Regions from separate parts of the Mus musculus genome. Here regions 2, 3 and 4 are each linked to region 1. Evidence: chromatin contacts called from public promoter capture Hi-C data. All regions are on one chromosome and are shown on one strand. Each heading gives the region's core, a stretch centred on a gene start, on an enhancer-like site or on the middle of the called end of the contact. The rest is flanking DNA. Distances are from core to core; before and after follow the strand shown.

The links. Promoter capture Hi-C pulls out the DNA fragments that hold promoters and counts their contacts.
Region 2: a promoter capture Hi-C map of pre-B cells shows a contact between it and region 1, with 3 times the contacts expected there. The contact joins the promoter of Chchd5 here to the promoter of Mtln in region 1. A contact is called at or near these places in 3 of 39 promoter capture datasets (cranial neural crest, hippocampal neurons and pre-B cells), 1 of 484 Hi-C or Micro-C datasets (pre-B cells) and 1 of 115 datasets of contacts at active chromatin or transcription factors (embryonic stem cells).
Region 3: a contact with region 1 is called in a promoter capture Hi-C map of pre-B cells, with 3 times the contacts expected there. The contact joins the promoter of Ttl here to the promoter of Mtln in region 1. A contact is called at or near these places in 3 of 39 promoter capture datasets (the C10 cell line, liver and pre-B cells).
Region 4: a promoter capture Hi-C map of hippocampal neurons shows a contact between it and region 1, with 3 times the contacts expected there. The contact joins the promoter of Zc3h6 here to the promoter of Mtln in region 1. A contact is called at or near these places in 5 of 39 promoter capture datasets (the C10 cell line, cranial neural crest, frontonasal cranial neural crest and 2 more).

What each region holds. Positions count from the first base shown.
Region 1 is chr2:127,791,151-127,793,855 of GRCm38.p6, forward strand. It overlaps Mtln (mitoregulin), which reads right to left and starts at 1,338. Exons shown (of 2, transcript NM_001384135.1): 1 at 984-1,338; 2 at 232-682. The coding sequence starts at 1,317. The coding sequence ends at 1,147.
Region 2 is chr2:129,128,349-129,131,053 of GRCm38.p6, forward strand. Chchd5 (coiled-coil-helix-coiled-coil-helix domain containing 5) reads left to right here and starts at 1,352. Exons shown (of 4, transcript NM_025395.3): 1 at 1,352-1,509; 2 at 1,830-1,970; 3 at 2,053-2,218. The coding sequence starts at 1,508.
Region 3 is chr2:129,064,556-129,067,260 of GRCm38.p6, forward strand. It overlaps Ttl (tubulin tyrosine ligase), which reads left to right and starts at 1,392. Exons shown (of 7, transcript NM_027192.2): 1 at 1,392-1,748. The coding sequence starts at 1,592. It overlaps Vinac1 (vinculin/alpha-catenin family member 1), which reads right to left and starts at 1,354. Exons shown (of 11, transcript NM_001370941.1): 1 at 582-1,354.
Region 4 is chr2:128,966,082-128,968,786 of GRCm38.p6, forward strand. It overlaps Zc3h6 (zinc finger CCCH type containing 6), which reads left to right and starts at 1,321. Exons shown (of 12, transcript NM_178404.3): 1 at 1,321-1,755. The coding sequence starts at 1,724.

The sequences.
Region 1 (2,705 bases), core at 88-2,587:
AGTGAGGAATGCTGACTAGAAAGCTTCAGCCAACTAAAGCCCAGACAGGATGGCTCTCTGAAAACTGGCGTTTCAGCCCTTGCTGGATTCATAGAATAAGATCTAAGTCACATATAAGGCTCAATAATCCTAGGAAAATGGGCCATGGTGTTTCCCTGGAGAACAAACTGATTTTCTTAAAAATGTAGACAATGCGTCAGAAATACATCTTATAAATAACCAAGGCTTTGGTCACTTGATAGGACTGGCATTTATCTTTAAGCTTACTCAACAGTTTCTCTTTCACATATATATTCCGTTATATCACATGCATTATTTTTTTTAATTTTAGTTTTTTTACTCTCTACATTCTTCAAAGTGCAAATATCTTGCATTTGTAATGCTTAATTCAGGCATTTGACACAGCTCCTAGGTTTTCTGAATATGTCTAGAAAAATGACTCATAATGGTCCGTTGATCAGATCTGCCTCCAGGCTGTACCAAGGTGAGATTCCATCAGAAAGTCTCTGCTTTCAGGCTCCAAATCTCTTACTGCAGCAAACTGAATGGTAGGCAAAAATACTGCTTTCTTTTGTGAGGAGGAAAAAGATTCAAAGATGTTTAATTTTTTATTTTAAAAATAGATTCATAAAGTGCAAGAAATTATTTCTCTCCAGTGCTTTTTATTTTCATCTTCGACAAGCTGTTGAAAAACAGTAAGAAAAAAAAATCAGTAACACAGTAGTATCTTTAACTTCAAATTTCTGTACTGTGATCGCAAACCATGAACTAAGAGAAGAAAACTATAGGACTGAAGAATAACTATGATGAAACGCAAAGCTCCTGCCATCCACGTTAAAAAGCCACTGTGGACCCTATGAATGTGGAGGCTGGGCGTGAAATGACTCCCTCCCCCATTTCGAAGTTAAATGTTAAGGTGTAACTGCATCGCACGTGGTAAAACATTCCCATTAAATACCCTCAGCAAACTGAGCTGTTAATACCTGAAAGTAAGTTGTTAGAGAAGACAAAACTATTTTCTTTCTGAAGCAAGCCATGTTCTTGCAAGCCGTGCAAGGACGACTCCTGGGTCGCGCGGCTCCCACGATCCGGGCTGCGTTGGGCTTAGGGAGTGAGAACCCGGCGGACTCGGGCTGCAGCGCGTGCTCAGGCCAGGTCCAGCTTTTTCTGAGTCGTTGCCAGCTTGTCCTGCAGCCTCCGCTTCCTCCAGTCTAGGTAACGCCTCCGCAGCCGATTCGCTTGCCAGCCCAGGACCACTCCAGAGGCGAAAGCCACTAGCACGGACACCTGCAGCGTCCTCTCAGACACGTCCGCCATTGCAACCACTCAGCACAAAGTAGAGTGAGCTACGGATTGGCGCAAGGATCAGATGCCACAGCGCTCGCTTGAGGCCCGCTCTGAGTCTGCGCGAGGAAAGGACAGGAAAGGAAGCAGAGTTCCCTGACTCTTAGATCAGGAGTCTTAACTGTGATGTGAGATGGTCTTGGTTTCTGATGGGCTCCGCGTTTCTTCTACATTTCTTGTTTGACATTAGTCAGATATTCACTTGCATCATACCCGAAGTGTTATCTACTATTGTTCGTTTTTGTTTTGTTTTGTTTCTTTCTTTTTGGTTTTTCGAGACAGGGTTTCTCTGTATAGCCCTGGCTGTCCTGGAACTCACTTTGTAGACCAGGCTGGCCTCGAACTCAGAAATCCGCCTGCCTCTGCCTCCCAAGTGCTGGAACGCCTGCGCCACCACGCCCGGCTTTGTTCGTTTTTCTTATCTAAGCTTTCTGGTAACTCGATTTTAAAATAAACAAATAGAGAAAAAAACTTAATAACACTTAAAAAGAACAAATTTAGATGAAATGGTCTTTAATACGTTTTCTCTTACCCCAGTATACAGGGTATTTTAATATATAATCTTCCAAGTTACTAGTGTCAATGCAATAGCCACAGCTCTCATCAATGGAATAAAAAGTGGACATTGTCAGACCAATGACCTTTAAGTACTTAAAAAAGAGAAGCAGCAGCGGTCGCCATCTTGGTCTGAGACCCGCCGAACTTAGGAAATTAGTCTGAACAGGTGAGAGGGTGCGCCAGAGAACCTGACAGCTTCTAGAACAGGCGGAAGCACAGAGGCGCTGAGGCAGCACCCTGTGTGGGCCGGGGACAGCCGGCCACCTTCCGGACCGGAGGACAGGTGCCCACCCGGCTGGGGAGGCGACCTAAGCCACAGCAGCAGCGGTCGCCATCTTGGTCCGGGACCCGCCGAACTTAGGAAATTAGTCTGAACAGGTGAGAGGGTGCGCCAGAGAACCTGACAGCTTCTAGAACAGGCGGAAGCACAGAGGCGCTGAGGCAGCACCCTTTGTGGGCCGGGGACAGCCGGCCACCGTCCGGACCGGAGGACAGGTGCCCGCCCGGCTGGGGAGGCGGCCTAAGCCACAGCAGCAGCGGTCGCCATCTTGGTCCGGGACCCGCCGAACTTAGGAAATTAGTCTGAACAGGTGAGAGGGTGCGCCAGAGAACCTGACAGCCTCTGGAACAGGCAGAAGCACAGAGGGGCTGAGGCAGCACCCTGTGTGGGCCGGGGACAGCCAGCCACCTTCCGGACCGGAGGACAGGTGCCCGCCCGGCTGGGGAGGCGACCTAAGCCACAGCAGCAGCGGTCGCCATCTTGGTCCGGGACCCGCCGAACTTAGGAAATTAGTCTGAACAGG
Region 2 (2,705 bases), core at 102-2,601, 1.3 Mb after region 1:
GAAATAGGGGAGGGAGTGAAGGAATGGCTGACTAAAGTGCTTGCTATGCAAGCAGGAAGACCTGAGTTGTGGATCTCCAACACCTGCATAAAAACCTGCAGAAAAGGCATGGTAGGGCAGACTTGGAATCCCAGTGTTGGGATGAGGAGACAGCTCCTGGATGTTCACTGGTGGGTTTTAAGGTTCAGTGACACCCTGTCTCCAAAAAGCTTCAGGTGTCAAGCAATAGAGGAAGCCACCTGCCGCCAGCCTCTGCCTGCACACATGTACATCACACACATGTCCCTAGTTTCCTTTTCCTGCTCCCTCTTAGCGGCTACTGACATTTACAGCGTGCCTGTCCTGGTGTTTTCTCTCAGACCAATAACATTGCCCTTGATTGTCCTAAATGAGTACCTTTTAAAGTTCTTTCATTAATGAGCTCCCCAGAAGGGAACCCCAGTAACAGAAGCACTCTTGAGACCTGCATTTCTCAGATCCGCTTCACTTCAAACCTTAGGGTTATCTAGTTCTCTCCATTCCATTCTTAATGACTCTTTTGACAGCAACCAGACAAAAGGAAACTAGAAGTGTGGAGTGTCAAGTTTCCCAAAAATGAAAGTGTCACTGTATATTATGAAGGCCAAAGCAGTCGTTCTCATTTTACAACTGCGTGCTAAGGTAATCACCTTACCGCTCATTTTCTCTAGCTTAGGCCTCTCCATATGAGGAATATTTAGCCTTACAGGGAAATGAACTTCCAGGTCTAGCCCTATAATCTGAAGGCAAATGTGGAGAGGGTGCAAACACCACCTAAGGAAATTACAAAGAAAATAATTTGTGCACGATTGCAAGGAGCAAGCAATAAAACCCACTCTCATCCTGCCTTTACCACCTATGGCAGGAAAAGGACATGTCTGAGTGAATAATCGGATGGGAAGCCCAATGTGGCGTTTAAGATCATTCCTTTCCGTCAAGTTGGAACTAAAGTCAGGAGGAGAATACGCAGTGGCGGAAAGCCACTGGTAGCTCAGCCTGAGAGGGCAATCCCCGTGTTCCTAAACTAGCAGCGGCGGGCACAGCTGCCGCCTCAGCCGCAGCGTGTGCCGAGCCATAGTCACGCGGGCCGGTGGCCTCAACTCCAGCCGGGAAAGTGGCAGCGCGAGCGGCTGTAGATCTGACCTACAGGGAACCAGCTCTGGTGCTCTGTGCCTGGCTGCTCGATCACGGCCGAAGTCCTGCTTCCGGTGATCACTAAACGCGACCACCACAAGCCGGAAGTAAATAAACTAAAATAGCTGACGGACCGGAAGTAGTTACAGGGGCCTCCTCCCGGATAGGCAGTGAGGCGGAAAGCAAAGCAGGACACAGCCATGAAGGTTGGACCAATGTGGGATGAGTGGCAGGGACGCTCGACGACCGGAAGAGTGAGGCCAGGAGGTCTGGGTTGGGCGCCGCCATAACAACCTGATACCGGAAAAGGCGGGTCTCTTCTCCCTGACTGATCGGCGCTTGAATTCGCCTGGAGATGTGAGTTACAACTCCCTATAACTCTAGATCATGCTTGTCAGACTGCACGGTCCCCAACGGGAAATGACTGAATTCAAGACTCCAGGCCTGCTTCACAATAGCCAGACTTTTTGTCTTAGGACTTCCACGATCTCCCGGGAAATCCCACCTTGTTCCACAACGCGCAGGGATCGGCGCTTATTTCTGCCCCTCGTTGGTTGTCCCTATCACAGGATCTTTACACCCCCCACCCCCAATCCAGACTAGTCCAATCACAGATCAAAATCAGAACTCTTTCTTGCCTTCTCTTGAGATTATCTTCAGTTTACCCTGTCCCACAGGCAGGCAGCCCTGGAAGTCACTGCTCGATACTGCAGCCGAGAGCTGGATCAGTATGGCCAATGTGTGGCAGCCAAGCCAGAGTCGTGGCATCGAGATTGTCACCACCTTAAGATGAGCATTGCTCGCTGCACGTCCTCCCAGTGAGTGTACAACTGGGGGCTAGAGGGTGCCAGGCAGTAGGGTTTGAATGCTTCAGGGTCTAAAATGCCCTACCCCCCACAGCCCGATCATCCGCCAGATCCGCCAGGCCTGTGCTGAGCCCTTTGAAGCCTTTGAGAAGTGTCTTCGCTTGAATGAGGCAGCAGTGGGCAACTGTGCTGAACACATGCGCCGCTTCCTGCAGTGTGCAGAGCAGGTGCAGCCACCAAGTTCACCCACAACTGGAGAGGTAAAGGAGGCTAACTTGATCGTAGCTTTTTCCTTTCACAACTCCCTTCATTTTCTAGTTTAAATACCTTCCAGAACCAGTCCCAGCCCCATTCCCATACATGGCCTTGGCTATGCATCCAAGAATCTAAAAACCATGGTTCTCTGTCCCCGAGTGGACATGCCTCTGCTTGTCACCACCTTTCACACTCCCCTCTGCCAGGGCACCTGCCCCAGCCTTTCCCCGGCTTGCCAGACCCTCTGTGTTCCATATAATGACCTGGATTCTAGTAATGATAATCCCTTGCTTAAAACTCTCTGGTGGCCACCAATTCACACTGGAACAAAGTCCCTGATTCTTACTGGATCCTGTGTTCTTCCTTTCCTCAGCCACTGTGTCCCCTTCACTACTTTCCAGCTGTGCTGGTAGGGGTGAGGGGGTGAGGTGGAGGGGTGCACAGAAAAGGATCTTGCTAATGTATACAATACATAAATACATATACAATATG
Region 3 (2,705 bases), core at 142-2,641, 1.3 Mb after region 1:
CTTTCTTTCTTTCTTTCTTTCTTTCGGGTTTTTTGTTTTGTTTTGGTTTGGTTTAGTTTTTCGAGACAGGGTTTCTCTGTATATAGTTCTGGCTGTCCTGGAACTCACTCTGTAGACCAGGCTGGCCTCGAACTCAGAAATCCGCCTGCCTCTGCCTCCCAAGTGCTGGGATTAAGGGCGTGCTCCACCATTGCCCAGCTAAGACTCTTTTCTTAAGAGTATACTTATTAATATCTGTAAAGAACTCTCTATCTGTAGATTCACTTTGTCCCATCTTGAGAGATACCCATGAAATGCACACAACCCAGAACTGATGTCTTCTGACCTAAGACGGGTGCTGATAGCTTCCAACAGAACAGCTAGGCACTGATGGCACCTAGTATCAGCCTCTGCTGATGGCAGCAGGCAATAAAAGCCAGAGCTGATGGCTCCTGGCTTAACATGGGCACTGATGGTACCCAACCAGGAACTGATGGCCCCAACTATCCGCCTCTACTGATGGCAGAAGACAATTTAACTGCACACTCCTTGTCCAATGGATTTGTAAGACCCAGTTAAGAGTCCTATCTGTGTCCACTTACCTTATTCAATGTCGCTGTTCGGGTGCCAAATTAGAACATTGGGAGCCTCCTGGCCCGGGCCAGGGGTAGCAGTGGAGTCACAGAGTAAGGACTCTGGTGATGGCTTTAACGTCTGAGGGTCTTGGGGCTTTCTAGCTCTCTAATTATACTGAAATGCTGATGATAACTTCTAAAAAGTCCTAAAAACTTTCTTGCTCTTTCTGAGGGCTTGCTTGCTGGCTTAGGCGATTAACACCTGTAGCCTATCAGGGGAGGATTAAGCAATACAGCCTTTGTTCTATCTCAGCAGGAATCTTTCCTAAAATGAGTCCCTCATAGCCTTGCTTAATGAGGGCTCACTGTCGCAGATTATATAATAATCCAAGGCAGGCTACTTCAGGATGATCACCTGCTAGTTATTAGCTTGTCCCATTATGGCTCCTGACATGTGTCCGATTTTACCGCACCCAGATCAAACCCAGAGCTCAGTGCTGGCTAAGCAAGCACTCTACCAACTGAGCTACACCCATGCCTGGATCTTTTGTTTCATCCACCAAATCTGATTTTGAACTTGGTGGAAGACCCAGACAGAGGGCGGAAAGGGATATTGGCGGGCTATGGCGCAGCTGGAATTATTTCCCTTGGTCTCTCCACCGCAGTTTGCTATTACTGCAGCCACACTTGAGACCCATGTCACCGGCCACACACTGAGTGGCGGGGCGGCCCTGGTGGGCCCTGCTTGGGAGCTCCTGCCGCCGCAACCCGCAGACCTGCCCTTAGCGCCGCGCGGAATCACGGTCGTGGGCGGGGCGCCGGCGGTGGGCGGGGCGCTGGGGGTGGGCGCGGCGTCCGGGTGGCGCTCGCCACTCGGGCGGTGGCGCGGGCGCCCAGGGCAGACACTAGGGTAATCCGGAGGCGCGGCCCTGGAATTAGACCGACAGCGGGGCTGAGGCTGAGGCTGGGGCAGTGTGCACGCGGGGCCGCCGTGCCCTGGACTCGTGTAGCGGCTGCGGGGCGCGCTGCCCTTCGCCATGTACACCTTCGTGGTGCGCGACGAGAATAGCAGCGTCTACGCCGAGGTCTCCCGGCTGCTGCTGGCCACCGGCTACTGGAAGAGGCTACGGCGAGACAACCCCAGGTTCAACCTGATGCTGGGGGAGAGGAACCGACTGCCCTTCGGGAGACTAGGTGAGCCCTTCCCTCGTGGCCGCTGCGCGCATGAATCGGAGAGCGAGCGCTTTTGTTTTTTAAGGTCATTAATCTTCCCTAGGCGCGAGCTCACCTTAGCAGATATAAAATGGGTCTAGCAAGACCTAAACCCGTAGCTGGATTTGGAACGGAGTCTGGGTGCGGTTGCCCTGTCTGCTGACAGTGACCTATACCCGCACTCAGGGTGTCGGCCTGGTTCCCCTGCTTCCCTGGGCCCGCATCAGTCATCTTGCAGCTTTCCGCCACTTAGGATTCAGCTCTGTGTGGTGTGGGCGTGGAAGGGGAGTTGAAACCGCCGAGGCTTGGGTTACCCGGAGGCCAAGATGAACCGGCAGGGAATTTGGAGAAAACTCACTGACTTACCCAAAGCAGGAGCTTCCAGGGAAGCTGGAGCGTGGGGAGCTGTTCCATTTCAGACCTTTCCTTTAGCTGCACCAAAAGTTTACATTTGCAGCTGCATTTAGTGATGTTTTCTTACACGATCTTGGGTGACTTTTGCTCTCCTCATCCACATGTGCGAAACTGGCTTGGTACCATTCTATTCGCGTACTCTCATGTAGGAAGGGACAGCAACTCCCTTTTAAATGACGTAATCTTGAAGTTGTCCTAATGGGTTCAACTAGCATCCCACAGACTTGAACCTGGTCTCATGGTCCCTTCACTACATAGTCATCTGGGGAGGGCTTGCCTCTCTCTGGGTGTCTGGTTCTTTTCCAGAATTTCACTTGGGGGTGGGATCATTTGTATTTCAAGGACAGAAGAGGAGGGGGGCATCTCTACCTTAGCAAACACCCCAGAAAGTAGTGTCCCGTGTCCTGAAGAGGAGAGGTTTTTTTCAGACATAGGTGTGGTCAGCGGTGGATGAGGCTAAACGGAAAGCAGTTTGTTTGGAACTAACAGGCAATTTGGCAAGCTTGCATAGGGCACTTGGGTGAC
Region 4 (2,705 bases), core at 71-2,570, 1.2 Mb after region 1:
AATTTTGTCTGGAGGCAACATTTCAAAAGTTGTTTTTCTGAGTAAGCTAATGCCCAGAATTTATTTTGGTGTGCGTTTAAACTTCCAAACGAATTTGAAAACAGCAATACTCAAATGTGTACCAGTTCAAAGATTTTCTTTTTATTAAAAAAAAAAATCAAATTCAAATCCTAAATCATTATTTTAATGTCTAAGCAGAAAATGCAGTTGTGAAGAGCAGCTGTTACACCTCAAAAGCCTTTCACTGTTCCTAGTAAAACGATTAAATGAAGAGGCTTTACATTTTAGTTCCAAAAACTAATAATATTGCTTCTCTAGTTAAAACAGATGTGCCTTTTGAAAGTTTCCTATAATGGGCCGTGAAGATCTGTCAGGGTTCAAGTCTTGTCAATAGCTGCATTCAACTAAATAACTTTTTTTCTCTTTTCACATTTATCTAATCGCAATTGCTCTTTGAATGCACGTTATTTACACATCAAAGACAAAAGACGTCGTGTATTTAGAAATATTGGACATTTAAGCTTATCATTTTAATAAAAAAAATTAACTTTCCTTCAGAACTAAGTATACATTACTCATCATTTCAAGACTATTTCTGAAGGATATGGAAATACGTCTGAAGGCCATGGACATACGAAGAAATGAAGTCTTGTTCTTATGAAATACTCGAATGAATTCCACATCTAAACCGCTAACAGACACAAGATCATGTTTTAATTACCTCAATAGCTATTTTTAATCGTCAAGTAAGGACTGGGTGAATTTAGTATCAGAAAAAGTTGCATGGCAGGCAGTCTTCCTTACACTACGGAGACATAACAGCTACAAGTTTAAGGGCTTAAGGATGATTCCGAGTTCTTTCGGCAACAAAGAAAGCTTTTCTTTCTTTCTTTCTTTTTAACAAAGAAAACCGCCAGTCCTGGGTTCCTTTCTTTGTCGCGCAGTTAACGGTGGCGGGGTGGAGGGGGACAGTGTGATGAGTCCGGAACTCCAAAGCCTTAGACGACGAGTCTCGCAGGAACATCGAGAAATGGGCACAGAGGACCTGGTGGACACAGCAGGCCTGGCGGGGTGACCTGCCCCGCCCGATATAACTCCACGCGCCACCGAACCGCATCCCTGGCCTCACACCCATCAGATTGCTGCCTCCGCTGCCGCAGCGAGCGTATTAAAGGCCCGCCCCTGGAAGTGATTGACGGGCAGTTTCCTCCAATGGCTAGTGCGCTCGGCACCGGCGGGCTGGGAGAGGGCCGCGGCTCGCGGAGGAATTCCACTTGCCCTTTAGTCCCGGGCAAGGTGTTGCGGCCGGCGCCATTTTCTGAGCCGCCTGTTTCGGGTGCCGCCATGTTGGTGAGGAGAAATCACCGTTACGGCCACTGTCCAAATCCCCGCGTCGCTGCACGCCGCCCGCCGGCTCCCACGCCTCAGCCTCCGGCGGCGAATACAGACTAGAGCGGCAGCGCCGGCAGCGCGGGGCCGTTGCCCAGTCTTTGCAGTTAGAGCCCCATCTCTCTGGCGTTGGTTGTTAATAGACTGGAAAGTCTGTGTCTGTGTCGCTCACTAGTAACCGTGAGTTTTTACCACTTCGTCACCTGTCGGCGGCGGCCGGGGACAGGGTTGCCCGCAGGCGGCGCAGGGGTCCTCCCCGCGCCCCGCTGCCGCCGCCACCGCCGCCGCCGGCCTCCAGACCTGCCCTCCAGCCCCGCCCCGTTCTTGACCAAACATGACAGACTCTGAACATGCAGGGCACGACAGGTCGGGAACCCTTCTTGTCTGTCTTTCTGTCGGATGAGAGGAGGGGTCGGGGCGGCGGGAGCGGGCCGGGGCCGGGCGCCTCCTGCATGACTTAGACGTCTCTGTGTGGCTCCATCGGTTCCGTGACGCGCACCTTCGTCCACCGCCGCTGCCTGCCGGCCGCCGCGGGGGAGGCCGAAGCGGCCGCGCCCGCCTCCCGGAGCCGGGGTCGCCGTCGCTCTCGCCGCCCCGCCCCCGCCGGGCACGTGCGAGCCCCCCGCCCCTGGCCCGGCTCAGTCGTCGGCGCCACGCGGGCGGCGGCGCGGCTGCGGCCGCTGCCCGCCAGGCCAGTGACCGGCGTTGGCAGCCCCGTTGGAACCGGCCCCAAAAGCTCAGTAGTAGGCCTAGTGGATGTTTGCCTCCGACCCGAGTCTACCTCTGAAAATAAACATGTTTAGTTTTTTTTTTTTTTTTTTTTTTTTTTTTTTTGGAGGGGGTTGGGGAGTCTCTTTCCCTCCCATCCCCCACTCCCAGGCCATGTGTCTGCCGCAGTCCTATAACCTCCAGGAAAGTGAAATGGCAGTTTTTCATATTAAATACGTTAACACAAGTAGACTGCAGAGTTTTAGCTTTACCTGATTTCCTAGGTGCTAAATAAATATTTGACTATTTAGCTGAGATTCTCATTTTCCAGTTTTAGTTTTGTTGTGCTCTGAGAGGCACATTCTTAGCACCATTCAAAGGTTTGGTGGCATTTACAGAATATACTCTTGACATTGATAAACAAATTTTTAAAGGTGTCAGAGGAGGACTTTTATTAAAACTCCTGGTGCCAAATCTCATTCAGCTGATTCCTACTTAGAATATTGACTTGAAAGTGGACATCCTCACATTGCTTTGTGAATAGTCTCAGATACATTGTGTTCTAGTGTGGCCCATAAGACTTAAGAATTCCTGATAAATATCATATG